Linked DNA regions of Hordeum vulgare: region 2 is linked to region 1. A link is a contact called in public Hi-C data. All regions are on one chromosome and are shown on one strand. Each heading gives the region's core, a stretch centred on a gene start, on an enhancer-like site or on the middle of the called end of the contact. The rest is flanking DNA. Distances are from core to core; before and after follow the strand shown. Region 1 holds the start of LOC123444895 (ras-related protein Rab2BV-like). Region 2 holds the start of LOC123444896 (BEL1-like homeodomain protein 9).

The links. Hi-C and Micro-C count contacts between places; a contact is called where the count stands out from the background.
Region 2: a contact with region 1 is called in a Hi-C map of seedling, with 2.5 times the contacts expected there. The contact joins the promoter of LOC123444896 here to the promoter of LOC123444895 in region 1. A contact is called at or near these places in 2 of 6 Hi-C or Micro-C datasets (leaf and seedling) and 1 of 1 datasets of contacts at active chromatin or transcription factors (embryo).

What each region holds. Positions count from the first base shown.
Region 1 is chr3H:547,517,795-547,524,009 of MorexV3_pseudomolecules_assembly, forward strand. It overlaps LOC123444895 (ras-related protein Rab2BV-like), which reads left to right and starts at 2,400. Exons shown (of 2, transcript XM_045121776.1): 1 at 2,400-2,909; 2 at 4,239-5,050. The coding sequence starts at 2,745. The coding sequence ends at 4,724.
Region 2 is chr3H:547,799,859-547,805,571 of MorexV3_pseudomolecules_assembly, forward strand. It overlaps LOC123444896 (BEL1-like homeodomain protein 9), which reads left to right and starts at 4,324. Exons shown (of 4, transcript XM_045121777.1): 1 at 4,324-5,370. The coding sequence starts at 4,645.

The DNA.
Region 1 (6,215 bases), core at 1,150-3,649:
TCACTTGTCGCAACCTGGTAGTTTCCCCTCTTTTCGTAGATCCGTATTTTCAAAACATTTTATCTCCTTAACCGTGTATCCAAATCTCGAACCGTTTTCACCGTTGGCTTTCTCGCGTTGAGGTCTTCAAAACTAGATCCCATGTTGATAGGTTTTGACGAACTTTTTTTTCACGAAAAACCAGAAGAAAAAAGCCGGACGAAAAAATTGTGCCTCACGTGATAGAAAAAAACAGAAAACGTGTTTTTCCCTTTTCGAGAGGCACGGGTCGTGCCTCTCGCCAAGGCAAAACTGTGCCTCTCGCGGAGGCAAAACCATGCCTCCTGCGGGAAAAAAAGAGAGAGCAGAAAACGCATTTTCCCCCTCTTCAGAAGAGGCACGGGCGTGCCTCTCGCGAAGACAAACCCGTGCTTTTCGCCGAAGCAAAACTGTGCCTCTCGCAAAAAAAATTGTGTTTTTTCCCTTTCGGAAGAGGCATGGGCGTGCCTCTCGCGAATGCAAAGTCGTATCTTTTACGGAAGCAAAACCATCTCTCTCGCAAAAACAACAGAAAACACATTTTTTTCCTTTTGGGAGAGGCACGGACGTGCGTCTCGCGAAGGCAAAAACGTGCCTTTTGCGGAAATAAAATCGTGCCTCTCCTAAAAAAAAACCGAAAACACGTTTCTTTTTCGAGAGGCACGCCCGCGAAGGAAAAAAATCGTGCCTCTCGCGAAAGAAAAAACATACATCTCGCCAAAAAAACCGTGTTTTTTGCGTACAAAAAAAGAAAACACGTTTTTTCATGAAAAAATTAATCTTGATTTTTTCGGTCCAAAAGTTACGAAAGACCAGTGAAATATCATAACACCAAAAAAATTCAGCAAAAACACTAAAAAAGGCGAAAACGCGTGTGAAAAAATAAATAAAATTAGAAGAAAACGCTCAAAGCACGACACGTGGCGGCGGCTGGAAACGCGTCAAATGGCGACGCGCGGGAACGATCGCTTGGAGCTCTCGAGGGAGCGCTCGCTAACTAGTTGCTTCCTAAGGCCATGTTTGGAACCACAATAAATTATGATAACTAGCAAAAGAGTCCGTGCGTTGCAACGGAAGAGAAATTAACACACGTTCTGAACGCAATATATTTTCACATGGCATCACATTTATGTTGCCGACGATGGTCTTAGTGCTCACACAATGAAAACGCGTTTCAATGTACAGTCACTCGGAATAAGATAAGAAATATGTTGTTTCTTCCCACAAGGTTTTCCAAAGGTGTGCATGTATGGTTAACGATGTTTCTTTCCTCTAAATTTGGTTTAAATTTAATGGATGTTTATTGCAATTCGTATCGTTGCCGAAAAAAAAGAAAAAAAGACCGTGCACTACAGATTAAGTTTGCACATAAATAATATTTAAGAAGTATTTAACAGCTAAAAATAACATCCTATTTAGATTCTACACATTTTATTAATCAAATTTCATATATAACATGTTAAAATCGGAGTTACGGTTTAAAACATATGAATAATTTTGTTTTGGATAAAATACGGTTGACTTAAATATGAAGGGCGGGTTGATTACCTGAAACATGAGGTTTTTTTTTAAATGTAAAAAATCGATTCGTTTTCTAACTTAAATCCGAACTATGGGTTGATTTTAGGAAACGTTAGGGACTTCTTTTTTTTATAAAAGTGGCACGACGGACAATAGAAGGAGTCGACACTTTATTATTAGGAAGAGATGTGGATTATGAAGATGAATTATATAATCTGGTTTATAAAAATAATTTAGGCGGACATGTTTGAAGGGCAGGTTATATAAACTGTAGTCAACGTTTTACATTGCATAATGACTTATCTGCCCTCTGTTTTTTAAAGAAGGGTGACGGTTATAGGAATGTAATTATCTCCAACTTACAAGGATTTGATTTTAGATGATGTTTTATAGATTATGAGTTTTTAATAATCTGTTTATCTAGTTTTTATAATATACTCCCTCCGTTCTTAAATATAAGTCTTTTAAGAGATTTCACTAAATGAATACATACGGAACAAAATGGCTAAATCTACACTTAAAATATGTCTGTATATATCCGTATATAGTTCCGTAGTGAAACCCCTAAAAAAACTTATATTTAGGAACGGAGGGAGTACATCACAATCTGTCTTATTTAAAGACAAAATAAATTATAAAAACTGAATTATATAATCTGAATGGTTCTAAACACGTCTAAATTACAGGCGTTGCTCCCAAAAATAAATCCAGGTCCAGTTTTGTCGAGAGCAAAGAAATCCATGTTGAGGCACCGACCAAGCGTGGTAAACATTGGCGGCCCCGAGATCTGGTGGGATCTGACAGCACGGGTGGCGGGCTCGGACAAAAAGAAAGGAGGCACCGCCAGCGCACGCCAGCCGTCGATCGGCTGGCCCTCGAGATAGCCAAAGCCGGGGCGGGGCCAGCTGGGCACGGCACGAGATCCCTCCCCCCCTCCTTTCCTTCCTTCCTCCCCTCCCCTCGTCGGCCGTTCCTTTCTCGGATCTGCCTGTCCGCCCCCACACCCCTCCCCCCCTCCCATTCCCCTCCCGCTCGGCCCGGCGAGCAGCGTCGCCTCCCGTCCCGTCCCGTCCCCTCCCGGTAAGCGAAGCCAAGCGTCGACGAGGTCTTCTGTTCTGATCCGCGTGGGTTGCTCATTGGCCGGGTCATCGATCGGGGTCCGCGGGAGGAGAGGCGGCGACGGGGAGGAAGGAAGGGAGGCGGCGATGGCGCACCGGGTGGACAACGAGTACGACTACCTCTTCAAGATCGTGCTCATCGGCGACTCCGGCGTCGGCAAGTCCAACATCCTCTCCCGCTTCACCCGCAACGAGTTCTGCCTCGAGTCCAAGTCCACCATCGGCGTCGAGTTCGCCACCCGGACCCTCCAGGTAGGTACCCATCCATCACCTCGCCACCCGCGCGCGATCCATTTCCTTCCCTTCCATGATTCACGTGCGCGATCTGATCCTCAAATGCTCGGTCGTTTCCGTCAGAAGATGTCAATCGAAATGCAAATGCCGTCGTCATTTCTGATCCCGCGCTGGGCTGGGTTGTGTCTGGTTTGATCTGTTGAACAGAGCGTTCGGTTGAGTTTGCAGTCACGGTATAGGACGGGGGATCTGGGTGAACGAATAAATGATTGATTGCGCGGTCAAAAGCCAGGACACCGAGCATAGGTCAATGTGTTGTTGGCTGCATGCCTGAGCGGACACCTAGCATGGAGCACTTTTTTGGCCGCATGACACTGACAGCACATGGCAATGCCGTGAAAATACAGATGTGGGCTTTCTTTAGATCCTTTTGCATTTACGGTAGTAATCAGGCTAGATTGTCAAAGCGACACTATCTCTGGTTGGCATGGTTTCAGTTTTTCTTTTCAAGAGGATAGTGTACATCATCTACCAATTACATCTTGTTCAGAAACTCAAAAGGTAAACAACTGTGCCATTGTAATTGCATTATTATTATGGTTTTCGTGTTGCCACTGCCATCGAAGGGCATAATAATTTGGGTAGACAAAAATACACTGAAGCCTCAACATGTATGTGAGAGCACAGTTGGCGCCTAACATTTGCTTCAATGTGTGATTCAGAAGCCTCGTGCCAAACGGCTGGATTGATTGATAGAACCGGTTTCTTCTTTTGAATTGTTAGGCACTGAGCAACAAATTGCAACCTTATGAGTTGCATTACAAACTATGTGCAATTGGCAGAAAGAAGAAATTAAACCTAGTCTCTTTATCTCTTCTGGTTGGTCGATGTTGAATAACTATATGTTTTTAAGCTCATCATTGGTGTTAGTTCTGGTAAGCTCATCATTATGCGATCCTGCCTAAAAGTCACAGCAAGAAGATGACAATTCTGTATTTTTGTTTCAACAAATATTACAAGTAGTCTTCCAGTACATCCCCTTGTTTTTTACCAAGTATATATTGTTGTCTGTTGTAATACATGCAGTTTAGTAAAAAGAAAAGAAAATACAGATAGAGAATCACAATTGCCCCTGTTGTCCGTTCAGAGAAAATGATACGTGCTGTCGTGATATCCTGCAAACATCTGTTCACATAATGATATTAACACAATGTTATAAGCAGGCAAATTTTTCAATGTGGATCTTAGAATCGGAATAGTACACCTTTCTTATTGATGTTTTATACTAATGTTAAATCCATATTTTCCTATTGAAGCTTAGCAGAAATTTATGTTGTTTTGCGGCAGATAGAAGGAAAGACTGTGAAGGCACAGATATGGGACACGGCTGGTCAGGAGAGATACCGTGCAATTACTAGTGCTTATTACAGGGGTGCTGTTGGAGCACTCCTAGTCTTTGACATAACGAAGAGGCAGACCTTCGACAATGTTCAGAGGTGGCTCCGTGAGCTCCGGGATCATGCAGATGCCAACATTGTTGTCATGATGGTCGGGAACAAGTCAGACTTGAACCACTTAAGATCGGTTCCTGAGGAAGACAGCCAAGCATTCTCTGAGAAAGAAGGCCTCTCTTTCCTTGAGACCTCTGCACTGGAGGCAATCAATGTGGAGAAGGCATTCCATACTGTGCTGAGTGAAATTCACCAGATTGTAAGCAAAAAAGCACTTGCAGCACAGGAGTCCGCTGCTGCCAACGGGCGTTCGATGCAAGGAACGACTATTAACGTTGCTGAACCATCCACCAACGCAAAAGGTTCTTGCTGTTCCAGTTGAAGAACTGGTTCCAGTGGAAGTGATTCTTGTCGGAAACTTTTGTTTTCGCAGAACTGGACCATGACATACATAGGTTATAGTTTGGTCTCAGATATTCTTGTTTCTCATCCTGAATCCCATGACTGGTAATTCCTATCGCAAGAACACCTTTACCATACTCTATAACCTGCCTCTCCATCAAATCATTCCCATTTTGTATTCTTATAACTATCATCGATTTCACTTGTACAATCGAGAAATCGAACAACATGTTGTAACAATGATTATTTCCTGTTAACAACAATAATAATTGTCAATGGAATTATTATGCTCTTGAATTTCGTTAATATGGCATGAGATGCACTGTTGATGTTGGTAGACCTGATCATATGACTGAGCGAGTCCATTTTTCGCAGGCTTGTTGTTTGAGAAATTCTTGACTTTTCTTCAATTCAAATAAGTATAATTCATCAATTCTCTTTCTAATTGCTCTAAATGCATACCCATGAATCATTCCAGCTGTGCCCCTGACTATTAGTGATTTCATGATGTGTCACTGCTTGGCCTATATTGATTCTTTTCCAGAACGATGGTATTTTACTGAATTTTCATGTCTCTGTTCCTCAAAACGAATGAGAAGGCCTTTTTAGCATGCTTAGCATGAGATGAACTATTCCTCAACATAACACGTGTGTTCCTTCGCTTTTGTTCATCCGGGTTCTCCTTTTATTTTGTCCACACTTTGCGGTTACGAAATTACTGGCAGATTCGAATTTGACCTACCTGTCAGAACTCAGTAAACATGTATAATCCTGCTTTATTTTATTTTTGTTGAACTTATAATCCTGCCTTATTGCTTGGATGTAAAACGGTAAATTCAGTTTTTTTGAGATAAAACTGTAATTTCAGTTAACTCGAATATTTTTTTTATTGTATGGGCCTGGACCGCCCACATGTTTAGCCTCACGTCAGCCGGTGGCCTGGGCACTCTCGCCTGAATTTTTATCTATATATATGCATGTCTCAAAAAAAAATCTACATATATGCGCTACAGTCATTTAGTATTGTGTTCTACTGTTCTGCCGCCTGTCACCAATCTTTTGCGCGGTTGTTCAAGCTTCATTTTCGGATCGGATGCACAGAAGTGACCATGGTGACCCTAGTCCATGGCCTACCACTACTGATTCATCCGCCCTGCGCCTAGTAATAAAATTAGCACCAGGAGAATTCAGCGTGATATATTTGATGTGTTAGGATGATAGGGATGATAGGAGTAGTTTTTTTTTAACAGAGTATAATCAAAGTCGTTCACATATACGAACGTACATTCACCCCTATGAACGCACGCACGCGGACCCTATCCCTATGAGCACCTTCGAGAGATTAAGTCGGCACATCATCTTAAGATTAACGAAGTCGTCACTGACGCCTCCGTTGTCGACGGAAACGTCTCCTCCCACTGAAAACACATCGTCGAAAGAACTAGAATAAATTCAGTAAAATGGAAACACC
Region 2 (5,713 bases), core at 3,074-5,573, 280 kb after region 1:
CTCAAGTCCTTTGCCAGCTTTGTGGTCTTGATAGCCATCTTGCATCCTGCTGCCACCGTCGCTTCAAGAAGGAGTTTCTGGGCATCGGGAACAACGACAAAGGGAATGAGAAGCAGGGTACTTTTGCAAGTTATGAGCATGGTTCTACTCCTTCTTATCCGGTTGATGCGTCCTGGTACATGGATACACGCGCTACCAACCACTTGACGAGCGACATGGGAAAGCTCTCCACACAGGTGCCATACCGTCGGCATGATCAGGTTCATACTGCAAACGGGGAAGGTATGCACATCTCACATATTGGTCAGGCATCCCTTCTTACTCGTCGATCCACAAAATTACGTCTTCTTAATGTCCTTTGAGTTCCTTATGTTTCACGTAGTTTGTTGTCTGTTCCTAAACTTACTCGTGATAATAATATTCTTGCTGAGTCGCATCCTTTTTCATTTTTTTGTTAAGGATCGGGACACGAGGGACATACTCCTTAGAGGTCGCTTGCGCAATAATGGTCTCTACGCACTTGATGTGCCACCTGGTCCTAGTGCCTTTAGCGGTGTTCGTGTGTCTCCATCAGAGTGGCATGCGCGCCTTGGTCATCCTGCCAGTCCCATCGTTCGCCATGTTCTTCATCGTCATGAGCTCCCAATTGTGTCCAATAAATATGATGATGCGGTTTGTGATGCCTGTTAGCAAGGCAAGAGTCATCGGCTTTCTTTTTCTAAGTCGAGTCGTGTAGTCACTAAACCGCTTGAGCTTGTATTTTCGGATGTATGGGGCCATGCCCAAAGTTCTGTTAGTGGTCATAACGACTATGTCAGTTTCCTTGATGCTTATAGGCGGTTCACTTGGTTTTATCTTCTTAAGCGCAAGTCCGATATGTTTAATGTTTTCTTACAATTCCAAGCGCATGTGGAGCGTCTGCTTAGCCACAAAATTATTCATGTGCAGTCTGATTGGGGTACTGAGTATCACAACCTCAATGCGTTCTTTAGTAATCTTGGAATTACTCATCGGGTGTCTTGTCCTCATACACACCAACAGAATGGTGTAGGTGAGCGCAAGCATCGTCATATAGTTGAGACTGGTCTTACTTTGCTTGTTCATGCCTCGGTTCCTTTTTGGTTTTGGAGTGATGCGTTTTCCAACGCATGCTTTCTCATTAATCGACTACCTACATGACTCCGTCACATGAAAACATCTCTTGAACTCTTGTTGAATGAAATCCCTGATTATACGTTCTTCAAAGTTTTTGAGTGTGCTTGTTGGCCACATCCCCGTCCATATAAGCAACGCAAGTTGGATTTTTGATCTAAACAGTGCGTGCTTCTTGGCTATAGTTCTCTTCATAAAGGGTACAAGTGTCTTCATGTTCCCTCCAACCGCGTCTACATTTCTCGTGATGTGGTGTTTGATGAGAATGTCTTTCCTTTTGCCGCATCTCCGGTCGTCTCCACCACTCCCACTACACCTGAGCAACCTACCTTGCCATTGCCTGTTAAATTTGTTGATGTTGCATATACTCACTTGTTATTACCTAACCATGGTCCAGGTACTGGACGTGGAGCACGCCTTGAGCTTCTGGACGCATATGCCGGTTGCGCCTGTGTCGGCTACACCTGCGATGGCTTCACCTACGTCAGCTGCGGCTGCGCCTGCGGTTGCGCTTGTGCCAGCTGCACCCGCGCTTGTGCCGGCTGCGACTCCACCAGTTGCACCCGCGCCTGTGTCGGCTACGACTCCGCTAGCTGCACCTGTGCCGGCTTCGTTGGTAGAGCCGGCCTCACCTGCGTCGGTTGTGATGGTTGAGTCGGCCTCGCCTGCCTTGGCCTCCCCACTGGTTTCGGAGGCGGCATCTTCGCCATCACCTCCGCCGCCTGCTGCTCCTCTGCGTCCTCGTACGCGAAGTCAGAGTGGTATCATTCGGCCGAAGGAACGAACTGATGGCATAGTTTCACGGATTGCGGCGTGTATGGCACAGACACATGCTGATCCCACTGCCGAGCCTCGTCATTTCCAGGCAACTCTTCGGATTCCTCATTGGCGCGCTACCATGGAGTAGGAGTTTCATGCACTGCAGAGGAATGATACTTGGCGTTTAGTTCCTCCTGTGTCTGGGGTCAACATCATTGATTCCAAGTGGGTTTTCAAGGTAAAAAAAATGTTGATGGTTCCACTGAGCGCTACAAGGCGTGGTTGGTGGCCAAAGGTTTTAAACAACGCTATGGTCTTGATTATGCGGTTACTTTCAGCGGAATTGTTAAACCTACCACTATTCGGTTGCTCTTGTCCTTGGCTGTTGCCAAGGGGTGGTCTCTGCGCCAGCTTGATGTTCAGAATGCTTTTCTCCATGGGATCATGGAGGGAGAAGTTTACATGTGTCATCCTTGTGGTTTTGTTGATCCAGCTCGTCCACATTATCAGTTCGCCTGGTTAAGGCACTTTATGGACTTAAGCAGACTCCTCGTGCATGGCATGCTCGACTGGGTTCGGTTCTTCGACAACTTGGGTTCACTCCGTCCACTACTGACACGTCACTGTTCCTCTTTCATCGCTCTGAGGTCACTATGTATCTTCTGGTATATGTAGATGACATCATTCTTATCAGCTCCTATGTGTCTGTTGCGGATCGTCTACGGTGTGCTCTCTGTGGTCACTTTGATGTCAAGGATCTGGGGGCTCTCCATTGCTTTCTTGGCTTGGAAGTTTCACGGTCCTTTGCTGGCCTCACTCTTACTCAGCATAAGTACTCCTTGGACCTGCTATGTCGTGCAGGTATGTTGCGTTGCAAACATGCTACCACTCCTATGTCTGCGATAGATCGGTTATCAGCTTTGGATGGTGACTTGCCCCCTTCCGATGATGCTACTGAGTACCACCGTCGTGTTGTTGGAGCTTTGTAGTACTTGACTATTACACGACCTGATATCTCTTATGAAGTCAATCGTGTATGCGGGTTTCTTCATGCTCCACGGACTTCACACTGGTCAGCTGTGAAGCGTATCTTGCGGTATCTCTCTCACACTATCTCCTTCGGTTTGCATCTTCGGTCTACCTCTTCTTGTGCTCTCTCGGCCTTCTCTGATGCTGATTGGGCTAGGAATTCGGATGACCGTCGATCCACAGGGGGCCATGCTGTCTTTTATGGTGATAACTTGATTGCTTGGAGTGCGCGCAAGCAGGCCACAGTATCTCGGAGTAGCACTGAAGCAGAATACAAGGCAATTGTCAATGGCACGGCCGAGCTTATTTGGGTACAGTCTGTGTTAAGAGAATTATGCATCTCTCAACAGGAGCCACCTGTTCTTTGGTGTGATAACATTGGTGCAACATATCTTTCATCTAATCCAATGTTCCATGCTCGTAACAAGCACATCGAAGTTGGCTATCATTTTGTAAGGGAACGCGTTGCACGGAAACTTCTTCGTATCAAGTTCATCTCTTCCAAGGATCAACTTGCTGACATCTTCACAAAGCCTCTTCCATAATCAGAGTTTGAGTGATGCAGGCGCAATCTTAACTTACTTTGTCGTTCAGAACGGAGTTAAGATTGAGGGAGGGTGTTAGACTATGTATTTCTACAGTTTTCGTATATACCCTTGTATCTTGTACACCCCTTATATATATGAGATAGCCACATCCTGTATTGGGTGTCGTGCAGTTCCCCACAACATATTGTTTTACACGGCGAATGGCGGAGGAGCCTCATGGAGGAAGACGACGATCCTAGCGACAGGTATCATACTTTCATTCGTTTTCACTTGGACTGAAAAATCCTCCAACGACAATTATTCTGGAAAAGAGGGAGTAGTTTGAAAAACTAAGGAAACGTTTGTCGATTCTTTGTAGGACTAGCATTAGCATTAGCATTAGCATTGTTGGTATGCAGTCGCGGGGTGCTGGGGCCGAAGGAACGAAACCTCCTCCGTCAAAAGGAGTAAAAAAAGCGCGGTAAAACCAGACTCGAATCCGGCACCCATAGCTCCCGGCGCCAACCGGAGAGCTCGCAGCCGTGGTGTAAAATTGTGGGCATGCAAATGCACGGTTACCATTACCAGCAACAGCTGTATGTAATTAAGCCGCGGCAGGGGCAGGACGCACGCACGCACGCACGCACGGCCAGCGTCAGCTTGGAGTTGGACCACAGCAGCAGCAGCTATCTAGTACTCCTTCACTCACTCACTCACTCCCTCGCTCGCTGCCTCTCTCGCTCCGTTCTCCGCCCGCTTTCGCTTTCACGGCTCCTTACCGTTTCCCCCTCCCCTGGGACGGACAGAGCCTCGCTCTCCTTTTCACCTCCTCCCCTCGCCTTTGGGGCCCGAACCCAACCACAGCAGCCATCGGGGGAACCGAGGAGGAGAAAAGAGGGCGAGCGAGCGAGAGAGGGAGAGATAAAAGGCGAGGGAAGGGAAGGGAAGGGAAGGCTACAGCAGCGGAGACAGAGGGTGGGAGATACCATACCACCAGCGGGCAGCGCGACAGCGAGCCAGGCCCGGCGCTCGGAAAGTGCGGAGCCGTTTCCCCTCCACCTCCACTCTCTCCAGGGCCAGCGAGGCCACCCACCCCAGCCAGGTGCTGGTGCTCCTGCTCTACCTCGCTGCGCTGCCCGCCACCCACCCACCGCCTACGTACGCGCGGGCGCTCGCCATGTCGTCTCCCGCCGGCGGGTACGGCGGCGCCGAGGCCCACCACCACGGCCACATGCTGCTTCACAGCCATGCACACCACATGGCGGCCGCCGCCGCCGCGTCGGGCGGGCAGCTCTACCACGTGCCGCAGCACAGCCGCCGCGAGAAGCTCCGGTTCCCGCCGGACGCCGCCGCGGAGGACTCACCGCCGACCCCCCTCGCCCCGCACCACCAGCACCACCAGGCCGGGGCGTGGCCTCCCCCGGCCTTCTACTCCTACGCGTCCTCCTCCTCCTCCTACTCACCGCACAGCCCCACGGTGCCGCAGGGCCAGCAGCTGGTGCTCAACGGGCTCACCGCCCAGCAGGTCACCGCGCAGCAGTTCCCGCACATCCCCACGCACAACTTCTCGCTCTCCCTCTCCTCCGCCTCGTCCAATCCCGCCACGGCGCCCCCGACGCCCAGGAAGCAGCAGGAGCCGGGAGGCGCCGGGCCGTGCGGTCCCTTCACCGGCTACGCCTCGGTGCTCGGGCGATCCAAGTTCCTCGTCCCGGCGCAGAGGCTGCTGGAGGAGATCTGCGACGTGGGAGGCGCGGCCGCGCACGCCGACCGCAGCCTCCCGGACGAGGGCCTGCTCGACGCAGACACGATGGACGTCGCCGACGACGAGCTGGACGCCGCAGGCCCCATGTACGGCGCCGAGCAGCAGTGGAAGAAGACGAGGCTCATCTCCATGATGGAAGAGGTGAGCTAGGGTACCACGTCCAAATTTCTACTCTACCTCGTTTGCTTCGATGCTGCTGCGCTGGGACTGGGAGCGCCAAGAATCTTGCACATAGCGGTCACATCACCATGGCTTTGCTTGCTTTTATTCACTGTGCTTCCGCGGTTGCATGTGCTTTTGATTTGATGATCATTTCCATGGCCGCTGTTACATTACATTTGTTCGGATTTTCCTTTTCTCCTTTGGCCACAGTGCCGCACTGCTCACCCCCAACAATTTGCTGCTTTCCTTGCTCCTTTTTTCCTCGCCAAAGATTGGATGTTGATTAGTTTCGCCGCACTAAGCACACCTTTTCCGAATGCCA